Linked DNA regions of Triticum aestivum: region 2 is linked to region 1. Evidence: chromatin contacts called from public HiCAR-type data. All regions are on one chromosome and are shown on one strand. The core of a region is the stretch at or near the end of the contact, and the rest is flanking DNA. Distances in the headings are between cores, read along the strand shown. Region 1 has its middle 53 kb from the start of LOC123053668. Region 2 holds the start of LOC123053669 (BTB/POZ and TAZ domain-containing protein 2).

Region 1 (3,852 bases), core at 533-3,032:
CTCTATAAGGCCATGCGCACCGCTTCACGAAGTTCTGGCGCAACCGGACGCGGACGCGGATGCCAGCTGCGTGCCCTATGCGTCGTCGTCCAACTTTTGGGGGCGCACATGGCTGGTGGACAGTGACAGACCGTCCATGTCCATCATGAACCTCACGTCTACCGGCGCCGGCGCCGAACAGGCCGCAGACTTCCCGGCGATGAGACGGGCATGGGAGGCGGCAGGGCGTTGTGTCCCATATGGGCCAGTCCGTCTCCCATGTTCTACTCTTCCTCGCCGAAATCCGCACCTCCACTTCACGGGTCTTGAACCCCGGCGCCGTTCATGGAGACGGCAGATGGAGGACGTGGTCGCGGATACGGAATACAAAGCAAGTGGACGGCAGTCGTCGCCATAGGATAGGTTTAGGGTCGAAATGTTTTTTTTTCTAAATGTTCAAAATGTAATGAAAATCCGTGTTTGCGTGAATGTCGTCTGTTTTATATGAAATACGCCGAGTTTGCACGAATTTCGTCCTCGTTGGTTTAAATAGTTGTTGAAATATATGTGGGCGGCGTTTGATGGCGGCCTCCGGCATTAGTGCATGTGGACTGGTCACCTCATCGGTGGACGCGTGCCGGAGCAAATTTGCGCGTCAACATTGAAGATACCCTTATGTGGTTTTCAAACATCGTATGCATCGCGATGTACTAGTATTTTGTTAAACAGTCTTGCCAAAGCATCGTACTACTTGATAGTAACTTTCCCGACGAAGCCAACTTAGGAAGTTTATGGTCTTTGTGGTGAAACCAACGATATAAGTACTGGACTTGGCAGGTTGGCATTAATGGTCGTATTTTTGTGAATTTATTACAAACCTTTTGGTGATGTGCGCTCAATGAGAAGAGACGTTTCTGTCGACTACGAATACGTCTATTGCGACTTCGTAAATCTTAAAATGATATGTCGGCTCGGTCTTTCAAAGTTGCTCGTAGGGATAGGGTTGTGCGTCCATGCGTTTATAGAGATGCGTGTATGTGCGTATTAGGAGCGTCTACATCTATACTATTTTAAAAAAGGTTTTCCCGGCAAAGAAAACTTGATAGCTACTAGCCCATAGCGTTGGTGGTACAGATCGATAGGCGTGGTAGGATATCAGTCTCTGTCGATACCACGATAAGCGAATCAAATCACAAGATCACATGGCGGAGAACCGGAGTACGGACGAAGATAATCAAGCCACCCACCACCCGGAGGGACCCACGCCCGCCATTGTCACGCCCGAACGTCGACCGGCCGGGCACAAGAAGAAGTGGCGTCATGAGCGCGAGCACGCACCCTCGGTAGCAGAAGCAATACAGGCCGTCCTGGTCGCGGCGCCTAACACGAGAGATCGAGACGGCGCGCAAGTTGCACCGGTCGCCGTCCGATCGATCCGTGCGGCGATTGGTCGTCGCCGGCCTCGAAACCGACGGGCATTCGGAGCACCGTCCACGTCGCTTTCAGGGGCTTTGGATCTCGGCGCGACGAATAGGACATGATGGTCGCCGGCACCGTGCGTTCCTGCAGTGATAGTATTTTCTTCTGCCTGATTTTTACCGGCCAGGTCTGTTCATTTGTGCGTGCGTAGAGATCACAGATCTGTGATGTGCTCTTTTGATTTGTCGTGAGATTCACGAGAGAGAGCGCCGGATGTCGACGAAATGGCCGTACTATAGCTACGACTTGGTAGGCCACTGCTGGTCGTCACATGGTGGTGCAGGTGCGTGCGTGGCCCGGGCGGGACTCGGGGAGGCAGGCGTGCATGGGCCCAGATGGTACGGGAGGCAGTTGGCGTCGAGAGGAGCTAGCTATAGCTATAGGTGTGCAACATATATAATCGTCGCCTGTCTCAAAAAAAATAAAATAATCGTCGCCATGTTACTGGAACTGGACTCCAGCTGGAGCAATGGTGTCCATGCAGCATAGGCATATTCCCCATCTCTCTCTGCTCACTGTTTATGTACATTGCCTATCTTGTTGGGAAAAGTCAGCTATATCTGGCAAGCCTCACAGGTCTGGGGCGTCAACATATGATCTACGTACAGCGAAAGTTACGCCTGAAACGAACCCCGTAACTGCAAAGCAGAACGACGCTTACCGTAGAAAAGGACGTTTAATCTTGCAGTCCGGTATATACATAGTACATTCATTCATGTTTGGCGACTGCACGCATGGGCCAGGAGGTGAGCAAAAAGAGCAGTGTGGTGCCACCCTTTCCGTGTGGTCCGGTCCGTGGACGGCAGATCACCGCTGGCCGTGCGCCCTCTACTCAGTGGGGTCGGAACTGGCACGCCGAATGATTCGACGGAACGTGCCTGTTCGCTCGGACGTATGGACGGCCCCTGCCACGCTCATCACATGGGAGTAAACTAGCACAAGTGCTACAGCCTTCGTCGTCTCGTGTGATGTGAAACACACGGCGCGTTATTTTTCCGTTTCAAAATTGCACGTGGTTGGGTGGGTCGCCCAACTGAAAGCGTTGCGCGCACGAGATGTTAAACTATTTTTACGAGTCCATTTTTCATAATACTTTAGACCCCGTGTCGTAGGAGTTGGAATTTGAATACATGCCTACTGGCCCGTTTGCCGGAATTAGACCACTACTCAGCCAGCTCGGCGGACTCCGGGCCGTTGAAATGCTTGAGGACGGAAGCAATTCGCAAAACAAACCAACACCTGCAATGCCTCGTCTTGCAGGCGGTATGGAAGACGGTGAACTTGAGGCTCGGCCTCCATCCCGATCGTTACCATATCCTGCGTCTGCGTGGAGCATCAACCAAATGGTGGGACGATCTCCTCGCGTCCCACGATTTGGCACATTTGGAAGAAAATGAACCGATGCGTTTTCAATGCTTCAGGGCAGGCAAACCTACAGGGTGGTCTCCGACCAGGCAGTTGCAGTCTTTGTGGCAAACTAGCTCATCTACATTCATGCCCTTTTATGAGTGCTGCCTTTTCTATGAGGGTGGGTGCAACCCATTCAACGCACGCTTGTAAATATCTTGACCTACTTCATTTTTCTCTACTTGAGGGGTGGTGCTCCTGCCAATTACTCGGGAAAAAGATTGCAAGAATTTTTTTTACATGAAGATTGCAAGAGTTTTTATGCTTCAAAGTGTTTTCTTTCTTTCTTTTTCAGAGCACAAAGTTCAGGATATGCACTTGTGGGCCAGAAGCCACTCGACTAACCACCAGTAAACTAAAGTAGTAATCTATACGCTCTTATATTTATTTACGGCGGGAGTACATGCAGTCTAGCAAGCCCAGCATCCTTCGTGTGTGGCAGATGATATCAACAAACCCATTGAGTAACGAGAGTTCCTCTTCGGCGCCTTGTGCACCTGTTGGTGCTGTTGGAGCTCGCATGCGAAGCGTAGCGGGCCGGCCCAGCAAAACCGTGAAGCTGGTCGCTCGTTCCACTCCCTTGCTCGTATTATCTAAGAAAAACTTGCTCGCTCATTCCAGTCGCTCGCTCGGGAGATCTCACCCAGTTGACTCGTTGGCACTCGAAGTTTGGAAAAAACTTAATAAAGTAAAGAAAAATTAATTTTAAAAGAGTTCCAAAAAATGAACAAAAAACAATTTGAAAAAGTTCAACAATTTTGAAAAAAGTTAATCAATTTCAAAAAAGTTCATCCATTTTAAAAATAAAAAATTGAAAAAAGTTCATCATCTTTGAAAAAAGATCATGCATTTTGAAATAAAAATAAAAATAAAGGAAGGAAAATAGAAAGAGTAAGGAATAACAAAAAGAAAAAACCAAAAAAATTCGGTCCAGATAAAAAGGTTGGGAAGCTTACCACACCTGGAAGAGCTCTCTCCCATTGCACC
Region 2 (3,852 bases), core at 1,293-3,792, 140 kb before region 1:
GGGGACGCGAGCCAGGAGCACCGTCAGGCTCTTCTTTCCCCGCAGATGTTGACACCAGCAGGCAGCGTAAGGAGATGAAAGCTTTACATGCGAAATTGCGAATGAACGCACGCACGCACCTCGGCGGATCCGCACACGCTGATTCTCCGGATCTGGCTGGGAGAAACGGACCCGGACGGTGGAGCTGTCTCTCTGACATGTGTGTGTATTCTGGACTCCAGTTGGCTCCCTCTCCTTTTTTTTTGTCTAGCTCCCTCTCCTCTTGATGACGGGAGGTTTCACTAGATCGGCCAACCCTTGTACAAGCTGCGGCAATGGCACGGCTACAGGCTTACAGGTTACAGCAGCAGCAGGTAGTCCTACACCGAGACGAGCATATTTTGGATGCATGGGCCAGACAAAAGAGTAACTGCGAGTAGGAGTCACGTTGCATGATTCCTGCTAACAAAGAGTAACAGCGAGCATATTCTGGTGACTTGCCTGTTGGGTGAGCCGAAGAATCGCTGGCCGCACTCACTGCACCGTGGGGTCGGGCATGTCGGCGGATCGTACTGGACCAGTTCCGACGCATGGTAACCGTGGCGCATGAGACCGGAACAGAGCAGCATGGATGCGCGGTAAACACTATAGTTTAACCATCGCAAAGGAAAAGAAAAAGTTTAACCATCGCAAGTCATAAGTGACATGTGCTAAGTAGACTATCACTAGCTAGAACTACTAGACGATAGATAGTACAACCTGAGCTCACAACACCTCGTTGCTAACGACAAGGGTTAAACTACACGACCAAGACAAGAGAATTAGAGAAATGAATCTTCTCATCTCAACTTGGCTCCTCTACGGTTGTATCTCGCCCATGACTCGGCCACGACCTCCGGCACCACCTTCCTCTCGGCCAGGGAGGACATCACCTTCGCCCTCGTCACCTTCTTCACCAGAAGCCGCCACGTCTTGTCCGCCTTCCCCGTCTGCGCCTTGGCCTTGAAATGGCTGCAAAAATCAGCCAACCACGGTGAAACGTTAGATCTCACTTCGTCACCAGACGTAAAAAAACAGCTATTAGGCATGCGTCAGATCCGTCATGTGCGTTTGCATGGCGCTCTATTGGCGGCGTTGCCATGGCCGTCCAAGTCGCTTTCATGCAAGAGGACGAAAGCTAGCACGTACGTCCAATTTCCTTGTATATTGTGATGAAGTACGAACCGATTTCCTTTCCCGGAAAGGGCGCCGGGCACCGATCTCGCCAGCCTGGTTCTTGGCTGCCGATCTACCGTGCGTTTGCCGAAAGCGCCAACGTTTGATGGAAAGTGTGTTTTTTCAAAATGCGTTTTCTCACCTGCACAGCGGCACGCGGCAGGCCCGGTCCGGCCGGTCGCAGACGGAGGCGTGGAGCCGGAACAGCTGCAGCATGCGCTTGCACCGCGCGCACCCGCCGGGCGCCATCTTTTTCGGGCACGTCGCGAAGTGCCGCATCAGGACCTGAAGGCCCCGGCACGTGCACCCCGCCCTCGCGCACGGCGCGTCCGCGTCCGCGCAGGCGGCCTTGGCGCCGGACTCGCCGGGGAAGATGTGCTCGAGGGAGGCCATGGCCTCGCCGAGCTGCCGGCACGCCTCCTGCGCGGCCCTCTCGCGCGCCCAACGCTCGCTCCGCTGGTCGGCGTCCTCCAGGAGCGTGAGGAGCTCGAGCTCGAGCGCGGCGTCGTGGCGCCGCGCGAAGCGCCAACCGTCGGACTGCTCCACGGCCGCGAACTCCTTGGCCGCGAGGCGCGCGCACCGCATGTACAGCCGCGGCGCGTCGCAGAGCCTCGCCAGCTTCAGCATGTCCACGGCGCGCTCCGGCGTGAGGCGCGCCGACACGGCCGCCTCCGCCGCCCGCTTCAGCCACCCCACCCGGTACGCGTGCGCCAGCGCCAGCAGCTGCGCCCAGTTGGCGCCCACCGCCTCCTCCTCCGCGGGCACCACCCTGGACTTGGGGGAGTAGAGGAAGTGGATGAAGGCGTGGACGGCGTCGAAGGAGACGCCGAGGACGGGGATGGTGCACTCGGCGCCCCACCCGCGCTGCGCCCTGTCGATCATCCGCTCCAGCACCGGCGACGCCGAGGCCTGCATACCGCCGCCCGATTTGGAATTAGCCAACGATTCAACAACAACGCACAAGGCAAGATCCGCCGCATAAATCAAACAAGCGGCAGAGTGGCTTACAAGAACGTAGGAATGCGCAGCGATGCTCTGCCCGTCCGACGTCACGACCCGCATGTCCGCCGGCGAGGCCCGGTAGGAGTCGAAGCCCGCGCAGATCGTCATTTTTGATCGCTTCCAAAGTCCAGCTAGCTAGCCCCCTCGTGAAGCCTCCGACTTCTCCTGGTGTCAACAAGGGCAACGGAACGCGTAGCAGAGCACCAAAGCACCGAGAAACCCAAGAAACGGAGCAGATGGATCTCGGGGCGATGTGGAAAGAGAATGAGAGGAAGTCTCGAGCTCAGCGACAGCTATATAGTGTCGTGGACAAAGGTAGCCGACGACGACGTGTAGCACAGTGCGTGCACAGCTATCGTCAACTGACGGCAACGGGAACAACGGGACGGGATAATCATTGGGAGCGGGCCGCGTTATTTTGGACGGAAATAATTAGCTAATCGCCCCCGTTGATGCGTCGAGGCTGATGAGGATTTGACTCCAAGAGGAGGATCTGAGTCAGCGAGGCGATCTCAGGGGACGCCGACGGAGGGAAACCACCGGCGGTGGTTGAGCCAGGCTGCTGAGCCGACGACCGCGATCGGGCCACGTAGGCGCTTCGTGCGCCACCAGTTTGGGTGCGGAAAGGGAACGGAGCTGTTGGGTGTTTGGCGGCGTTTTGTTACTTTTCGGGTGCAGAGTTCATTTTTTAAAATGGTTTTGGGTGTGGAGTTGATGACACGGATCCACGTTTTGTTTCTTCATATTTAATTTGTTTATAAGGATTCATTCATACCAAACGCGGTATTGGTCGGAATTCGGAAGTTCTTAATTATTATTGCCAACTTTCTTGGAGATGGAACTTTATCTTCATACTACATACGCAGACGTGATTGTGCAATGTTTTCTTATCTTGGCCACATGCTAATGCGTTTAAATACTATACTTGTATAGTGTTGGTATATTATGGCCTAGTGTAACTTTTGTGATGTTAATAATACTGGGGCCCAGCTTTTCTTTGGTACTCCTCCATACGGCAATAGCTGGCGAACATTCCCGGGGAAGGCACCTCCGGAGCGAAGGAAACGTTAGTTGGGGAAAGCTCCATCCGGCGAACCGGCGTCCCTATGTCGTATGTTATAGTGTTGGTATATTATGGCCTAGTGTAACTTTTGTGATGTTAGTAATATTGGGTCCAACTTTTCTTTGGTACTCCATACGGCAATAGCTGGCGAACATTCCCAGGGAAGGCACCTCCGGAGTGAACAAAATGTTAGTTGGGGAAGGTTCCATCCAGCGAACCGGCGTCCCTCTATAGTATGTTCGTTGTAGTGCGATTGCAGCGTGACCATAGGTTGGCCCATGTAACGCGCATGAAAAGAAAAAGATAGGCTCAATTAGCTAACTTTTTTGAAAAAAAATTGCCATCAACAAAACAATCTGACATAAAACTAAGAGAAGCATAAATTTACAACTGGCATGGTCTAAACATATAAGAACAAATGACATGCTATACTCTATAAAACTACCATCCTCTGATTTAAAATTTTATCATGGTATATTCAATGAATGTGCCAAGGTATCAACGATAATAAAATTATCATGCTCTAATTTAGGACATGTATATAACGTTAATATTAGGAAAATTTGCCAAGTTCGGGTAATTGCATATTGAAG

Evidence for each region. HiCAR-type assays count read pairs that join an accessible place to other places.
Region 2: a contact with region 1 is called in a HiCAR-type map of leaf, with 5 times the contacts expected there. The contact joins the promoter of LOC123053669 here to the enhancer-like site in region 1. A contact is called at or near these places in 5 of 5 Hi-C or Micro-C datasets (leaf, root and an unstated tissue) and 1 of 1 datasets of contacts at active chromatin or transcription factors (leaf).

The regions. Positions count from the first base shown.
Region 1 is chr2D:435,872,176-435,876,027 of IWGSC CS RefSeq v2.1, reverse strand. No RefSeq gene overlaps it. Among protein-coding and RNA genes, the nearest start is that of LOC123053668, 53 kb to the right of the region's middle. Within about 2 kb of position 1,782, at least 7 of the 8 cell types and tissues checked have an H3K27ac peak or open chromatin away from gene starts, as enhancers often do. A contact at or near this core is called in leaf and root, where this site is marked.
Region 2 is chr2D:436,013,362-436,017,213 of IWGSC CS RefSeq v2.1, reverse strand. It overlaps LOC123053669 (BTB/POZ and TAZ domain-containing protein 2), which reads right to left and starts at 2,542. Exons shown (of 2, transcript XM_044477187.1): 1 at 1,337-2,542; 2 at 619-990. The coding sequence starts at 2,304. The coding sequence ends at 819.